3 separate regions of the Mus musculus genome follow, and regions 1 and 2 are each linked to region 3. The links are chromatin contacts, called in public HiChIP or PLAC-seq and promoter capture Hi-C maps. All regions are on one chromosome and are shown on one strand. The core of a region is the stretch at or near the end of the contact, and the rest is flanking DNA. Distances in the headings are between cores, read along the strand shown. Region 1 overlaps Gm30217 (a long non-coding RNA gene). Region 2 holds the start of Tcf7 (transcription factor 7, T cell specific). Region 3 holds the start of 9530068E07Rik (RIKEN cDNA 9530068E07 gene).

The links. HiChIP or PLAC-seq counts read pairs in DNA pulled down with a chosen protein or histone mark. Capture Hi-C pulls out chosen DNA fragments and counts their contacts.
Region 1: a contact with region 3 is called in an H3K27ac HiChIP or PLAC-seq map of double positive thymocytes, with 9 read pairs. The contact joins the enhancer-like site here to the promoter of 9530068E07Rik in region 3. A contact is called at or near these places in 3 of 115 datasets of contacts at active chromatin or transcription factors (double positive thymocytes and embryonic stem cells) and 2 of 9 other capture datasets (adipose tissue and liver).
Region 2: a promoter capture Hi-C map of pancreatic islet shows a contact between it and region 3. The contact joins the promoter of Tcf7 here to the promoter of 9530068E07Rik in region 3. A contact is called at or near these places in 2 of 484 Hi-C or Micro-C datasets (both in embryonic stem cells), 3 of 115 datasets of contacts at active chromatin or transcription factors (the SCID.adh cell line and embryonic stem cells) and 3 of 9 other capture datasets (adipose tissue, liver and pancreatic islet).

The regions. Positions count from the first base shown.
Region 1 is chr11:52,309,689-52,312,388 of GRCm38.p6, reverse strand. The region is part of intron 2 of Gm30217 (a long non-coding RNA gene); the gene reads right to left. Among named protein-coding and RNA genes, the nearest start is that of Gm30217, 3.6 kb to the right of the region's middle. Within about 2 kb of position 1,413, at least 25 of the 459 cell types and tissues checked have an H3K27ac peak or open chromatin away from gene starts, as enhancers often do. A contact at or near this core is called in double positive thymocytes, where this site is marked.
Region 2 is chr11:52,281,493-52,284,484 of GRCm38.p6, reverse strand. It overlaps Tcf7 (transcription factor 7, T cell specific), which reads left to right and starts at 1,471. Exons shown (of 11, transcript NM_001313981.1): 1 at 1,471-1,557; 2 at 1,707-1,773; 3 at 2,239-2,363. The coding sequence starts at 2,268.
Region 3 is chr11:52,395,155-52,398,046 of GRCm38.p6, reverse strand. 9530068E07Rik (RIKEN cDNA 9530068E07 gene) reads right to left here and starts at 1,619. Exons shown (of 3, transcript NM_153117.2): 1 at 1,444-1,619. The coding sequence starts at 1,579.

The DNA.
Region 1 (2,700 bases), core at 164-2,663, 85 kb after region 3:
CCATGACATTTACAATACAACCCCTTCACTTGAGGCTCAAGAGGCATGGAGGAAGAGGGGGAGGAAAGATTTTAAAAGCCAGAAGCCCAGGAATGTTGTTGTGAGATAGTCTGTTCTGGGTGGGATAGGGGGGAGGGAGACAGAGCAGAGTGGGTATGGAGGAGGGGCGTCTGAGAAGAGCTGGGAGGAAGAAGGAGGTAAATATAATCAAGATACCTTACATGACATGTCTGAAGAATGAATAAAAACATTATATTATTTAAAAAACAAAACCCTAGCAAACAAACTAATGAACTAACAGAAAGCAAGCATGATTACTCCTGGAAATGCCCCAGACCCACACATGGCCCGCATTCAAGATCGCCATTATGACCACATTCTTTCATTTTAATTATTTATTTTTATTTTATGTACACTGGTGTTTCGCCTGCCTGCATAACTCTGTGAAGGCATCAGATAGTGAGCTGCATGTGGTTGCTGGGAACAGAACTGGGGTCCTCTGGAAGAGCAGCCGGGGCTCTTAATGGCTGAGGCATCTCTCCAGCCCCTGTGACGGTGTCCTTAAAAGTTATTTTACTTATACTAAAAGGTGAATGTGTGTGTGTGTGTGTGTGTGTGTGTGTGTATGTGTGTCTGTGTGTGTGTGTGCGCGCGCGCGCGCACGAGCGCGTGCTCACTCACTCTCATGTGTGTGCTTGTGTGTGCTGTCCCAGCCATTGTACATTTGCTTATTTAGCATTTTTGTTTGTTTGAAGACAGTGTCATGTAGCTCAGGCTGGCCCCACATATGTCTGAAGATTGCCCTGCCTCTCCTTCCTGAGACCTCAGATTACAGTATATACCACCTCTCCCAGTACTGGGAAGTCAAACCCAGGGATTCCTGCATGCCAGGCAAGCACGCTACCAACAGTCCCTTGCCCTGCTATTAAACTTCTGACCCTCTTACCTATCTCAGGTTCTGGAATTATAGGCAGTATCTCCATACCTTCTTTTGCTTTTGTGAGATTAAGTCTCATTTAGTATATTATGCTGACTTTGAATTCACTATATGTAGCCCAGACTGGCCTCAACTCACTGCAATCCTTCTGCCTCAGCCTCCTTACTGCTAGGATTACAAATCTGAGCCAGCAGACCTAACTGATCTTAAGTCCCTTCATTTTCAGCATTGCTGGCTCCCTGGCCTACCTCAGTGTATCTATTCTTGGGTTTCAAGAGAACTGGGGAATATAGGATCCTCAAGGCCCTGCCCCCAGCCAGGGGCCAGGGGCCTCCTACAGACTTTAAGGTTTGACCACATTCTACTTTCTCTAGGAGGCTGCTTTCTCTGTGGAGACCGATGAGAACACAGAGCAGAGTGTGCCCAACGACCTCTGCAGAGTTCTGCATGGGGCATTCTGAGGTTTGCAAGTGGCTCCGCCCAGACTCAGTGCCGGATGCCAGTCAAGGAAAATGTACATGGCTGCTCCGCCGTCTCCAAAAACCACTGGGCACTGGGACGGGAGGACAACAAACCAAGGCACGTCCCAAACGAGAAACAGGTGGCTTCCTGCGAGTATATCCTAATGCGGCCTCGGCTCGGTCTCCCCGCTCTCCAATGTGGTTCCCATTTGCATGAGGCTGAGTCTTTAGAGCCTGTAGCCCAGATGCAAAATGATATAAATTACAGTTGGCCACTCCAGCCTGCCTGCTTGGGATTGTGGCATAAACATTAAGGCAAAGGCTTACTGATTATAAGGGAGAGATACTGCAGAGAGCTAGGGAGGGTAGGGGACCCAACCTGTCCTCTCTCTGCTCCTTTTTGCATGAAAGGAAGGGCCCAACTCAATTCTCCCAGGCATCTTTAAGGACAAGGCATCCTAAAAACCAGCAAGGAGGACCTGAAGCTTCATCCTCAAACCTCGCCCATTCTATGAGCATGAACATTGCCTTCCTCCGTTCTTGTTCTCCGGCCAAGGTGGGTCCCACTATCTGAGGTTCCCCAGCTCCCAAGAGCTATTCCGATCCTTCATGGAATATTCTGGGCATTTGGTTTAGCAACCCACTGATGTTCTACCCCCTGGATCTTGGCTTCTCCCTTCTTATAGACCATACCAATTATCCCTGATTACAGAATGAATGTATAGCTCTCCTTGGCTGCTGTTTGCAGACCCTGGTCTTCAGAAGATGGAGGGGGGATGCGTATGTTGAAGGTGCAGCAGGAGGTGAAGGTGGGTCAAGCTTCCGATCTTCTCAGTAGGATGTGGTGGAGCACTGGGGAGACCCCAGCCCTGCAGAGTTAGAGCCATAAAAACAAGCTCAAGAACAGCCTGGGCAGCCGGGCGTGGTGGCGCACGCCTTTAATCCTAGCACTTGGGAGGCAGAGGTAGGCAGATTTCGAGGCCAGCCTGGTCTACAGAATGAGTTCCAGGACAGCCAGGACTACACAGAGAAACCCTGTCTCGAAAAACAAAAAAACAAAAAACAAACAAACAAAAAAAAACAGCCTGGGCTACATGATGGGTGGGGGCTTGAAGGCCCCCCCCCAACCCAAAACAACACTGGCCTAAGCGGGTACTCTGACCTTTAGGAAAAGCGGATGCCCCTCCCACCCTCAGCCTCCCAGCTCCAGCCAGCCCTTGTCAGTCAACCCTTTCCCAAGGACCCCTCAGCTCAAGATGACAGCCTCCGGGGTGGGGAGCACCTCCAGCTGCATCCCTTCAC
Region 2 (2,992 bases), core at 222-2,721, 110 kb after region 3:
GAGAAGCAAGGCCTGGTCTCTTTGATCCTCCGCCAGGCAGGCTGGGCCTGGACCGGGAGGGGCGGTGCGGCTGTCTTCCGGCCGGCTTTGCGCCGCTGCCAGGGGTCCTGTGGGGCCGGGAGTCGGAGAGGCGGCCAGTGTCCTCCTTCACAAATTACCCACTGTTGTTTCAACTGCTTTCCCAAGAGGTGGAAGAGGTCTACATTGACTCCAACACCGAAACGTTCTTGAGGCGGAGGTGTGCGACCTTCAGTTTACTGCATGGCTATCCAAAGGGCCTAGTGTCTTACAGAAACAGTGATCGGTCGTGGTGAATTCGATGCTGGGTGCCAAGGAGATGCCACTGAAGACGCGGCCTTAACTAGCGTCTGAGTCAATGGGCTCCGGATGCAACTTCCCAGACTGAGCAGCTGCCTAAAGACCCCAAGAGAGAATTTCGTGACCCATGTGGCCGCCGGAAGTCTCAGTTCCTGGACAGCAGGTTCTAAGCGTCGAACTTAGTTGAAAAAGTCATAGCGGGCTGGAGAAACCACGTGAGTGGCCACGATCCTTCCTCGCCTCGAGCCACCACATGTCATATATTTATAGTGTTTGATTTGCACATGCAACAACAGGCAGGAGCTCAATAAATGTGTGAGGCGCTAATGCTTGTGTCTATGTAAGCAGGCTGTCTGGAATAAGGTCCCTAATCGGCACAGGGATGATCAAAAGGGCAGGTGTTTGTGTGTGTGTGTGTGTGTGTGTGTGTGTGTGTGTGTGTGTCAGGGTCCATCTAGTATCCCGGGGACGTAAGAAGCCTCCAGATTGAGCAAAGGACGCTGTTCACACCAAGGTTCCAAGTCATCCACAGGTTCCACCGGTCTAAGGAACCACCTTCTCCGCAACTTGGACGCAAGTTGTGGCTGTATGATAGTTAAGGAAATGGAGTTCCAGAGTTTAGTAATGGATTTCAGGTTAGAGAATAGCTGGAGAGCGAGCCCTTTAAGATTATTCCCAGTGGGCCTGTCCCGGTCTCTCCAGGGAGGGGAGGGCGGGGCCTGGGACGTTAGCCCCTCCCACCGCGGCCCCGCCCCGGCGCCCGCCCCGCCCCCGGCTCGCTGCCCGCGGTGCCTTTGATGTTCCGACCCGCCGGCTCCCAAAGCTGCTGTGCCCCGCGCCCTCGCCCCGCGCCCACTGGCCGCTCAGGCGGAGTCAGCGTGCGCTCCGCCCGCCGCGCTCCGGGCTCGGAGCCCCGCACCCTGGGCTCGCCGCCTTCCCGGCCGGCTCCGCGCCCCGCACCCGGCGCCCCGGCGGGCGCAGCGCACCATGCCGCAGCTGGACTCGGGCGGGGGCGGCGCGGGCGCAGGCGACGACCTCGGCGCGCCCGACGAGCTGCTGGCCTTCCAAGACGAAGGCGAGGAACAGGACGATAAGAATCGCGACAGCGCTGTGGGCCCGGAGCGGGACCTGGCAGAGCTCAAGTCCTCACTGGTGAATGAGTCCGAAGGCGCGGCCGCAGGCGCCGGGGTCCCGGGTCCCGGCGTCCGAGTACATGGAGAAGCCGAGGGAGCGCCCGAGGTGAGCCCGGCCCGCTCCTCCCCGGAGGACCTCGTCCCGAGTTGGTAGCGTGCGGACCCGCCCCCCCGCGCCACGGTCCTCGTGGGTCCCATCTCTGGAGCCCCTCCTGTTCCCTCCGCTCCTCATGGCCCCTCTGCTTCGCTCTGCAGGCCCTGGGACGGGAGCACACTTCGCAGAGACTTTTCCCGGACAAACTTCCAGAGTCCCTAGAGGACGGTGAGTTTTTGCGCGGCTGGGGAAGAAGGCGCTAGAACCGGGGGTGGGGGTGTGGGGGGCGGGTTTCCCGGGCGCCGCTGAGCTGGAGTCACTTCCGGTGCCCTGACCTTTATAGGAGTAAACAGACCCCCGCCATCTCCGCCTCCCCTCCAGCCCAGGTGACTGACTAATCCTTTGCCTTGAGGAGCAAGCCTTGGCTAAGGTTCCCAAGCAGGAGGGTGGGGTAGGGAGTCAAGTCCCGGTCGCGAAGTGGAGGTCTGGACTCGGGGGTCTTTCCTCAAAAACTTGCCTTTGCGGATATTTCCACCCGTTCGGAGGTCGCTGTTCCCTGTCAAGTCACGAACTTGAAGGGGACCCCTTGGCAGGGTTTTTTTTTTTTTTTTAACCCCCCTCCGGAGCAGACAGCCTTCAGTCCTTAGGAGCAGCTGGCTGGGCTGGTGTCTGACCCAGCTGTGGTTTTTCCAGGCCTGAAGGCCCCGGAGTGTGCCAGTGGCATGTACAAAGAGACTGTCTACTCTGCCTTCAATCTGCTCATGCCCTACCCACCGGCCTCCGGAGCAGGGCAGCATCCGCAGCCTCAACCCCCGCTGGTAAGTGACCGAAGCAGTCAGGCCCTGTAATGGGGCTGGCTACCTACTTGACCACACAGGTGATGCTTGGACAAAAAAGGACTTCTCTGCCCAATTCCTAGATGCTCTTGCCCAGTTAACATCCAGAGGAGTCTGACCCAAAAGGAGATCTCTGAAGGAGCGCCCCGGCTCCAGTCTTTCTCACTTGCTTTTGACCTTTGTCTTCCCAACTTGCTCAAGCAGGTGCCTGTGTTGGCCCACGGTGGGGTTGAAAACGTTTTTGAGCTGAGCCCATGCCATTCCCTAGCGTGATGTGCATGCTCTGAGCTAGAGCTCTGTGGTTAGCTTTTTTTTTTTTCCTTCAGAGAAGCGAGGGAACTCGGGTGTGAGAAGACTGGGTAAGAGACCTAATCTTTTCCGTTGCCCAGTTCCACTGTGTCCTGACTGCCGTGTATAAGTCCTTGCCGAGGACCCATGCCACATGGTGTAGGTTTTGAGCGGGCTGGGCTGCTCTCGCACACACAAGGAAAGGTTTGCTAAATGTAGGACAGATCAGGGTGTTGGTTAGGGGTCAGCAACGTGAATCAGTGTCAGGCTTGGCGACACGGCTGTATTCATCATGAGCCATGGCTTTGGCCCTTCAAGGCAAG
Region 3 (2,892 bases), core at 370-2,869:
TGGCGCACGCCTTTAATCTCAGCACTTGGGAGGCGGAGGCAGGTGGATTTCTGAGTTCCAGGCCAGCCTTGTCTACAGAGTGAGTTCCAAGACAGGCAGGGCTACACAGAGAAACCGTGTCTCAAATAAATAAATAAAGGTAACATTTAGAGAGAAAGAGAGAGAATGTGTGTGTGTGTGTGTGTGTGTGTGTGTGTGAGACACAAACTTAGGTGCAGTACCCAAAGAAGCCACAGGTGTCAGATTACTCCTAAAGATGCAGTTACAGACTGTTGCTCTAGATGATTAAAGATCAAAATTATGTCTGCATCCACCAGGGAAATCCTCATTACATTCTACCCAAGATATAAGAGCCTTGGAAAACCTAGTCTTTCCTCCCACAGACTCCAAAACCCTCCAGTTAGGGCAGTCAGCTGCCTGCTTTCAGTGCTGCTGAGGAAGGAAACTATGTATGCAACCCAGCACTGTAATAAAGGGACGGGTGATTGGCTGGAGAGTCTCCCTGGGCAAAGAAGGAAGTCAGCCCCAGTTCACATTAAGTTTTCATCTGAAAAAAAAAATCAATAAAGACTTGGGGAGAAAATGATTGCACGCTGGACAGAAAGAAAAATATGACTACTCAACAATGCTCAGTTTCTCCTGCTAAATCTCTGCCTCGGTTTACAGATTTCACTTTCAAGAACGGCTTTAATATCCTGATTTATGCTATAGCATCTGCAAGAAAAGAAAGTTTTTCTCAAATGAGGCGAGAGGGCGTTCGGTAAAACCTCAGCTCAAGGAAGGGCATCTGCCGCAGACACGCTCTCTCCCTTTGTTTCTAAACTCTACTCCTCCTCCAAGGCCCTCAGCCGGTCAGCGTCCCCGGACTCTGCCTCTACACCAAAAGCCCCAGAACTTCTCAGACCTCAGAGATGGAATCCACAAACAGCTCCTCCCCTCTTCCACTCTGGAACAGTCAATCAATTCAGTCCCAACACTGGGTCGCTGTCCCTATCTTTATCTCTGACCTCACCATTTCGAAGGGGAAAACAAAACAAAAACTTGCCTAGCCTTGCTTGTCCCTCTAACCTCAAGCATCTCTCTTAACATCACTCTCCCCAACTCCGACTATCTCTTCGGCCTGTTTCCTATCCAGTCTGCGAGATCTCTGTACTCCCCATTTTGGGGACCTCCCCCCTCCACACCGAGCGCCCTTCCTCCAGGGAGTGTATTCTCAGAGACTCCGTCCACGACACGGGGACTTCCCGTCCCCGCCCACCTACTCGGGTCTCTGAATCTCACAACCCCACTTCTCAGGCCTGGGGAGACCGCACTGGGAGCGCTTCCCAACTCGGGCCCAGCCCTGGGCGCGGGAACTCGGCCGGTGGGAACCACCGTGAGTCGGCGGCGCTCCGTCCCCGTCGGGCCCGACCCGGTCCCTCGCCGTCTCCCTGCGTTCATTACCAGAGCACAGGACGGGCACGAGCAGCAACGCCAGCACCAGAGATCGCGCCAGAGCCCCGAGGCCCCGGGCGCCCGGCCCGGGAGACAGCTTCTCTCGTGCAGCCCCGCACATTCTGCCCAGGGCGGAGGCGGCCATAACGGACTCGGCCCCCGAGCCTGCGCTGTTGCTAGGTTCTGCGAGGTGACGTCAGATACGCGTCCGAAGCGCACTCCCGAAGCAGCTACGTCCCGGCGTGATGACGTTGCATCTCTGAACCCGAAAGGTTAGCGTGGGAGTGTAGAAAAGGGTGCTTAAAAAAAAAAAAAAAAAAAAAGGCGAATGGGACGGATTTATTTTCAACTGGTGGTTTTTTGTTTTGCTCTGTGGTTTATCGTTGTCATCTTTGAGATGTATTTCAGGGGTCATCGCTTAAGAGCACTGGCTGATTCCCCCAGAGCTCCTGGGTTCGATTCCAAGCACCCCTGTATGTGAGGACTCACACCCATCTGTCCCAGGGTATACGGTGCCCTCTTTAGGCATCCTCAAACACTAGACGTATAACTGATGCAGAAACTCATAAGTAAAACAACTACACACAAGTTTAATACACTTAAGAAAGATTATATATATATATATGGAGCTGGAGAGAATGTTCAGCTGTTGAGAGCATTTGCTACTCTTGCAAAGGACTGGGTTTGGTTCCCAGCACTCAGATTAAACAGCTCACAGCCACCTCTAACTCCAGTTCCAGGGGATCTGACTATAAGACCTCTTTTGATCTCCACAGGCATTAGGCATATGGGGTACACAAACATATATGCAAGCAATCATTTCTGAATTAAAACTAGCCAGGTGTGATAGTGCATATCTTTAGTTTCAGCACTCAGGACGCAGAAGCAGGTAAATCTAAGTGAATTCGAGTCCAGCCTGGTCTACAAAGCGATTATAGAACAGCCAGGGCTACACAGAGAAACCCTGTCTCAAAAAATAATAATGATAAAATAAGCATTAAAGAAACAATAAAGAAAGAGTAAAATTGTGTGTAAGTTCAAATGCCCTCCAGTGCCAGAAGAGGGCGTCTACTCCCCTGGAGCTGGAGGTTGCTGTGATTATGAGCCACCCCATGTGGCTCCTGGGAACCACACCCTGGTCCTCTACAAGCACAATTGCTCTAAACTGTTGAATAATTTCTCCAGCACCCTTTTGGTTTTGGTTTTGAAACAAGATCTCAAGTGGCCCAGGCTGGCCTCAAAATTCCTTTTTTTTTTAATTTTATTTTTTAATTAGGTATTTTCTTCATTTACATTTCAAATGCTATCCCAAAAGTCCCCCATATCCCCCCCCACTCCCCTACCCACCCACTCCCACTTCTTGGCCCTGGCGTTCCCCTGTACTGAGGCATATAAAGTTTGCAAGACCAAGGGGCCTCTCTTCCCAATGATGGCCGAGCCGACTAGGCCATCTTATGC